Regions from separate parts of the Gossypium hirsutum genome. Here region 2 is linked to region 1. A link is a contact called in public Hi-C data. All regions are on one chromosome and are shown on one strand. Each heading gives the region's core, a stretch centred on a gene start, on an enhancer-like site or on the middle of the called end of the contact. The rest is flanking DNA. Distances are from core to core; before and after follow the strand shown.

The links. Hi-C and Micro-C count contacts between places; a contact is called where the count stands out from the background.
Region 2: a Hi-C map of leaf shows a contact between it and region 1, with 3 times the contacts expected there. The contact joins two enhancer-like sites. A contact is called at or near these places in 6 of 34 Hi-C or Micro-C datasets (leaf and an unstated tissue).

What each region holds. Positions count from the first base shown.
Region 1 is chrA11:16,393,467-16,397,378 of Gossypium_hirsutum_v2.1, forward strand. No RefSeq gene overlaps it. Among protein-coding and RNA genes, the nearest start is that of LOC107922985, 9.3 kb to the left of the region's middle. Within about 2 kb of position 1,620, at least 5 of the 9 cell types and tissues checked have an H3K27ac peak or open chromatin away from gene starts, as enhancers often do. A contact at or near this core is called in leaf, where this site is marked.
Region 2 is chrA11:16,494,352-16,498,681 of Gossypium_hirsutum_v2.1, forward strand. No RefSeq gene overlaps it. Among protein-coding and RNA genes, the nearest start is that of LOC107924202, 14 kb to the left of the region's middle. Within about 2 kb of position 2,065, at least 3 of the 9 cell types and tissues checked have an H3K27ac peak or open chromatin away from gene starts, as enhancers often do. A contact at or near this core is called in leaf, where this site is marked.

The DNA.
Region 1 (3,912 bases), core at 370-2,869:
CCCTTGCTTCCCAGCGCAAAAGTCTTAGCAGATTACTTAAGATGAAAGTGGTGACTAGTCTTGATGCTTATCTGGGCCTTCCTATCCCGGTTGGTAAGAAGAAGTCTGAAGCGTTCAAAAGTATATTGGATTACATGGCTAATAGGATTAATAGCTGGTCCAAGAGGCTTTTATCCTACGGTGGGAAAGAAATATTCATCAAGTCGATTCTTCAAGCCATCCCTTCTTATGCTTTCTTGGTTTTCTATACCCCAAATAGCGTTTTGGAGGACCTTCAGTCTATGGTTGCTTGGGTCTGGTGGGGTGGAAAAGATCGTAATAGAAGCTGGCATATGCTCTCGTGGGACTGTATGTGTTTCCTTACAGATATGGGGGTCTTGGGTTCAGGGACCTTCGGCGCTTTAATGTGGCTTTGCTTGGAAGGCAGGTGTGGCGCCTTATGAGCTGTAGAGACACGCTCTGCTATAGAGTGCTGAGGGAAAAATATTTCCTGGACGGAGATGTCCTTCATTCGAAGCAGGTTGATAAACCCTCTTTCCCGTGGCAGAGCATTTCTAAAGCCGCGAGTATTTTGTATGAGGGTTTTGGTTGGACCGTGGGTTGGGGGATAAGATTGACATTTGGCGTGACAATTGGGGATTCGAAGGGCTTTCGGGTGCCTCAATCAGGCTTGATAGACAAGCGGTCCAAGTGAACAAGGTGAGTGACCTATTGAATAATGAAAAAGTCAGTTGGAACAAGAGTAGGATTTTTGAGATCTACGGTGATTTTTTGGGGGACCAAATATGTAAAATCCCCCTTTTCCATAATAGTCCTGATGATTATTATATCTGGTACCATAACCCCTTTGGTTACTATTCTACCAAGTCTGTTTACTCTTGGTTGACGCTGAAGCATGTGGGGTATGGCCCTCATAGGAACTTTTGGAGATTGGCCTGGAAAATTCAAACCCTCCCGAAAATTAAGATTTTTTGCTGGCATTTAGGGCATGATATTTTCCCTTCGTATGAGAAAATTTCTAGCATTCGGAAGGAGGTTAATAGCAATTGCCCGAGATGTGAGAGCGACAAGGAGACCCTCATCCATGCTATGAGAGATTGCCCGAGGGCTAGGGCGGTCTTGGTTTATGGTGGTTTAAATAATAAAGTTCTCGAAGGCACTTACAGTAGATGTGTGGATTGGCTCGAGGATGTGGCTCGCATGCTGGATAAGAAGGCGCTCTCTGACTTGATTACGGTGCTGTGGAACATTTGGAATAGTCGGAATAATAAAGTTTTCCATGACAAGGAGGACGATGCCATGGTGACCTGGGACAGTACTGCTACTTTAAGTCGTGATTTCCGTATATTCAACTTTTTAGAGTGCCTGATGATTCTGAAACTAGAGAGAGAGCAGAGCTGGCGGAAGCCTGACTAAGGGACGGTTAAAATTAATTTCGACGCTAATATGAATAGGAGGAAGATCTGCTTCGGTATTGTGGCGAGGGACCATGAAGGCTTTGTTCTCGGCGGTCAAGCGGGTGTGCTGGAGAAGAAAGTTCAAGCCGAATGCGCCGAGCTGCATGCGCCAGAGGAGAGCATTATTTTTGCCCAGACTAAAAGTTGGACCAAGCTGATTTTTGAGTCGGATTGTGTGGGATTCATCAACCGACTCAATAAAATAAAAATTGACTATTCTACTATGGGTCATTGCATCAAGTACATCATTAATAAGCTAAAACAGTGCTGTAATTTTAGCTTTAGTTTTGTTTGGACCCCGCGTGGTTGTAACAAAGTTGCGGATAGTCTTTGTAATTGGGCTAATGTCCAGAATTGTATTACAGATTTTGATATGGATTATCCTTCGGAAATTCATGATTTTATTTTACGGGATGCTATAAAATGATATTGACCTTTGGGTCTTTTTATCCAAAAAAAAGTAACTTACATCACCCCCGCAAGGTTAACATAGTACTTTTATATTCGATCACCCATATAGATAAGGTGAAACAACGATTGGAATTGCTTTTCTCAAAAGAATCGGGAAATAAACTGAAAAAAATTCGGATAAACCATAATAGGTTCAGTTCCCAAGAAATATTGGAGGAATCATAGACAATCCCGCTTAAAACCCAATCTCTTAGATGAAATATCACAATAATGTAATTTAATAAAACATCGAAATTTTAGAGAGTAAGAATGAGAGAAATGAGAGAATTGTATTTTCTTTGTTTTTTGTGTTATGAAAAATGAGAGAACTGACCCTTTATTCATACAGTTTTTTGAAGGGTAAAGTAGTAAAATCGTAGAGGCAAAAATATAAAATATAGGCACGAATTGGGCTGGGCAGCAATGCGCGTGTGTTAGACCTTTAGCTCCAATTACTAAGTGAGAAAAAGAGTCAAGTCTATTCATAAACCCTTTTAAAAGCTTATGCCTAACCAATGTGGGATTGTCCTTTTCTTTTGCATTACCAACTTTCCCTCACAAATGGAAAAGAATCATAAAATTTTGTAAACATAAGAAAAAGGTAAGACACAAGAAGAGCAATAGCAAAATTAGCCGCTTAAGCACTAGTATCTTGTGGATTTGAACTAATACATAGAGAAATGAGTGATTCTTCTCTTTAACAAGTGAACGAATCTTGAACTTGTTAAGATAAGGATTAACTCATGACGCACGACTAATCTCAGAACCAATTGATGTTCCGCGATAGATCAACATGTCTTAGGCAATACATCTTGGGATGTTGGTAAGTGCTTAGAAAGATTGCCCAATATCTTTCTTAGAAGGTGGCTAGTTCTTCACACTTACGTAAGTAATTTCATCAAGTCTATCTCAATATAGACCAACCGAAATAAGGGCTATGAAATCATTAAGAGCATTTTATTAAGCTCATCCTCTCAAATTTAAGTTTGGTGAATTCATCAAGTCCATCTCAATAGGACCACCCAAACTCTAGTATATGAACTCATTAAGAGTAAGAAACTCAACCTTACACGTCAGTAAATTCATCAAGTCTGTCTTAATAATACCGCCCAAACTCTAGGCTATGAATTCATTAAAAGTAATAACTAAACCTTATGCATGTACATCGTTCGCCATAGAGATAGGTAAAATGTACACTATGAGTCTTTCCATGGTTTCTTTTAACCACATTGAACTTAGGAAACTAAATGGGTATCCACCATGAATTACTTAACCACTAGGTTTAAGAAACATCCCCCTCAACGAATCAAGAACCATTTTCCTACTAAACCCTTTGGTTAGTGGATCAATTAGGTTCCTTTCAGACATCATGTACTCTAAAACGAGTACTCTATTTTTTATTAAGTGTATTACAGATTCATATATTATTCAAATATGCCTTTTCTTTCCATTGTAAGTTTGGCTATTAACCACGCAAAATGAGACTTGTGAGTCATATAATAGAGATACGGGAGGTGCCAACTTTTCCCATAAAAGAATCTCTGCAAGTAGATTCCTAAGTTCCCTGGTCTCTTTCCTGGCTAAGTTAAGAGCTATAAACTCTAACTCCATCATGGATTGAGTAATACAAGTCTATTTAGTAAACTTCCAGGAAATAGCTGCTCCACCCAAAGTAAAACCATACCCACTTGTAGAGTAAACTTCATCATTGTTAGTTACCCAATTTGCATCACAATATCCCTCTAGGATTGTAGGGTATCCTACAAATTCCAACTCCCAAGTTATTGTACTTTTAAGGTATTTAAGAAAATTCTTTAAAGCATTCTAATATTCATTACTAGGATTATGGGTATATCTACTTAGTCTACTTGACTGTATAAGCAATATCAGGCTAAGTATAGTTCATCAAGAACATAAGACTTCCAATAATTATACCATACTCTGTTTGGGGAAACATTATTTCGTTTATTCTTTACCAATTGTATGCTAGAATCAAAAGCAATTT
Region 2 (4,330 bases), core at 815-3,314, 100 kb after region 1:
TTTTGACAGTTCAAGTATCTAATTAAGTAAAAAAAAACTTAATTACTTTTTTTTAAATGTAAGGTCTTTTTTTATGTATTTTAAAAATTTAAGTATCCAATTAAGTAAAAAAATTACTTAATTATTTTTTTCTTAAAAAAAATGAAGAATTTTAGAACCTTAAACCTTCTACAAACTAAACATCGCTTAAACATTTATCGAAACACATAAAAAGAAAACATAGCTTAAATTGTTTAATTAAGATGGCAATGGTATGCACTAATCAACACTACTAATATTAATGCAAAAACAATATTAAATGCTTTTACCTTTGAAATTCAGCACTTAATTCGTATAAGCTTAAAAGGAGCCATGGAAATTTTCAAAAAAAAAAAAAAGTCAAAAACAAAGAAAGAAGAAAAAGACAACCCAAAACTTGGTGTAAGATTTTTTCCTTCACCTCCACCACCCCTTTATTGGTGGGTCCTAAAAGGGTTATTATTAGGAAGGGACGATGTGGGATCCCATTCCCATATTATTTACCTTACTTTGATATCATTTGATATGATATCTCTCACCACTACCCACCACTTCCCCTTTCATCTTCGTCTTCGTCACCTCACTTCATATAGTTACCAACAATTTTTTTTTTCAATTTCAAAGTCAAATGTATTCTAACCATGTCCAATAATCTTTGATAATTTTAAACACGATATAGTTATATAAAATATAGTTAAAATAAAATAAAATAGAGACATGAAACATAAAATCATGTTAGTTCAGAGTAAAATATATTTTTATAATATTTGGTTTTGTTTTTGCATAAGAATAAACTATTGTTATATTTTAGTGTTGGAACTGAAATCTTTGTATATCTAAACTGACAAAGCTTTCACCTAAAACGATCAAATCTAAAGCTTTAATGAAGCAACAAACAAGGAAATGTAAGGAGAGGCATCAAAAAAGGTAATTAGTTTGGTGCTGAAAAGAAATATTTATTTTTTTATTACATAAAAAAATTTGATGAAACAACCTTTTACCGCAGCCCCATCAACTCATCATCACTGTTTAGCACGCGTTTCGGCTTAATATTTTGATTGTAGAAGTCATTGTTTGCGAGACAATATTATAGCATTGGCATCCTATGTTCCAACAATATCTTACACTGATTTGGGGCATGCAATAGTTTCTCGTAATGGAATGAAAAGTCCACTATTTATCAATTATCCAAAAATAAGAAAAGAAAATATTTTGGTATGTTATAATTTTTTTTAGGATAAACTACTTAAATAATCACTCAAGTTTATCTGTATTTTTATTTTGGTTACTCATTTAAAAAACTTGTTATTTTAGTTTTTTTTTAGATAAGTTGTAAGTTTTTAGTTAACCTACAGTTAAATACCTTTGGTCACTAGATACAATGCTGATGCAATCATATTTTAATTGGTGAAATAATAAATTTAATTTTTAACATTTTAACATTTTATACATTTTATCAATTTAATCTTAATTCTAAAAATATTCAACAAAATTTACCCACAAGTTAGAGATTATTATAGAAATACATAAAATTTAAATTAAAAAACATATAAAAATTGGTAGGTGAAACCAAAAAATAAAATGAAATCCGTATAAAGTTTAAATTAAAAATTAAAAACATATAAAATATAAATTAAAAAAATATAAAATTGGTAAAAAAAATACAAAAATACAAAATTTGAGCTCCACACTAACATATTTTTTAAATAACCACAATTTCAACTTTTCTTTTTTTAGAGACAGTTTCGACACTCTTTTTTACGTGCTACAGGACTTTGTAATGGTGAATTCTTATAAATTTATGAAGTTACCGAATAACTTTTTCTTCCAAAAAAATATAAATGTTAAATAGTATAAAAGAGAGATCAAAATTGTAAATTGACCATAAACTTATAATGAGATGGCATTGTACACGCGTGCCTTGGTATAGATTATTACATGAATTCAATTACAAAACAACAAATTTAAACATATAGTACAGCCACTATTTAGAGCCCAGCAATAACAAGGGTCAAACTTGTTAGGCTAATAGTCCCTCCTATCCATTCTGATTCTACAACAGGTTATAGGCTGGGCCGATTTGGATTTTCTTTTTCTGGCGTAATGTAAGTAGCACTCTTAAAAAGATAATTATTTGAGTGGCCAGCCATATGCAAACTTCTTCGTACTTAATGACATGAAAGGAAAACATAAAATGCGTTTCATATTCGTTTCCCAATATAAGTAACAAGGATAAATTTGAGGCAAGTACTTGAGATACATCTATCTATATATATAAATAGATATTTGTAAAGATTGAACGGTGATATTAGAGTTATTTTTCAAAATCCCACACCATTAAATTAATAATATGGTGCTCAAGACTTGTATATGAAAACACTAAAATTTTTAGTGGGTAGACCATGTACTGTATGCGATTACAACTTTGATATTAACGTTGGTTTAATAGAAACGTATAAATATGGTGCAATATTGACATTTGAAGGCAATCCATATTATTCACTTGGTACGTATAGCACCCCTAATCTAGGTGCATCTTACGAGATACAACCATTGATATGTGGTTTTCAATCTGAATTAGGGATTCAAGAGGATAGTGCAAAAGCTCCTAATCACGGTGAGGAACTTGATACGGAGGTAGATGAATTCAGTGACCCCCATGCTAATGCGGTTCCTGATGACGTCAAAGATGAAGAAGAGGGCAATGATTATGATGATGTCCCTTAGTCTAGGCAGCTTGCTAGTGGCATTGTTATACGGAACAAACTCTCGGCCCATATGTTAAATGTCAACCCTGTTGCAGCGCATACACATAAGTTCTCGGAATATTCAGATATATTAACTAGCCATATGTTGATGCCAAATGTAGAATTGGAAAAGTTACGAGTAAGGCGACTTCAGTCATGGTTGGTTGCGATGCAAGAGTAAACGTCGGGAACTAAGATTAGGCTACAAACACTTGATGCATACAACCAAGCTTACCAACCAGTGCCAGGAAAAAAAAAATCTTTCATCATTTATTCTGAACATTTTCTTAATTGTAAGTCGATTGTTGAAGTTGACAAAACTTGTCTTTAAAAGAAATGGAAAATAGAGAAAAGTAGCTTAAGTAAAATTAATGATGAGAAAAATTGTTTGTGATTTTTTTCGCACTAGTTTAAAAATAGTGCTGGGCTTTTACATAGGGGATTGAAGGGGGATGGGATTTTAATGGGGAAATTAAATAGGGTTTAAGCCTGTTGATTGATTCAGATTATTGCCTCCTTCGTACTAACATGACATTGAAAAAAAAATTATTCAAATCACCCTTTAAAATGGCGATTTGGTGCCAAACATTTATACCACGGTTCAAAAAGTATTGTTCTCGTAAATAATTTGGGTAATTAATTTTTAAATTTATATTATTTTAATTAAAGAGCCAAACCTATACACTTGGATAAAGAATACTTAAATTTGAAGCTTGAGAAGGTGTTTTGACTTTATTTAAGAAAATTACAATCAAAATTACTACAATTAAAAAGGTAAAGGAGATAGACAAATTGAGAATTGATGAGCTCAGAAGTTTATTACCAACTTTTAAAATGAATCTTGATAAGATAATGAAAAAACAAAGTCAAAGGCGAGAAAAATATTGTTTTGTAAGCTTTAGCTCTAGTTACAATTAAGGGTAAATCTCCCATAGAAGAATTGTAAGAGTTTTTACTTGCTCATAACTTTAATAGAGCATTCACGAAGTTGACTAAGAGAAGGAAAAAGTTTGATGCAAATAGAAAACTTGCAAAGTTAAGAGTGTAAGGGAGTTCTACAAGAAAAAATACAATGACATTAATGTGATGACTTTAGTTATATTCAAATTGAAGGTGCAAATATCTTGAACATAAGGAAAAAACATCACTGAGCTACATAATGATGAAGATATGTAATAGTTAATAATCCATCGTTGAATTTAATATTTTATTCATATAGACATGCATGTTTATTTTGATGTAAATTAAAATTTCTTAACAATTTATTTTATATAAAAAAATTTCAATATATTAATATATAGAAAGTATTTTAAATAGATATAATAGAGATATAAGATCGATTTAAGAATTTATATGTATGGAAAGTACAATTATATCAATAAATTCAATGTTAAATCATTAAAATATTAATTGTACAAAAAGAGTGTAAATGGATTCCTCCAAAAAATTAAGGCAATTTTTTTTTTTGCCTTCCAACTTCATATATATATATATAAAAGGGTCATTTTAGCCGTTTATTTAAATTTTTTTGTCTCTCTTAGTCCTTGAATTTGCATTTTTTTATT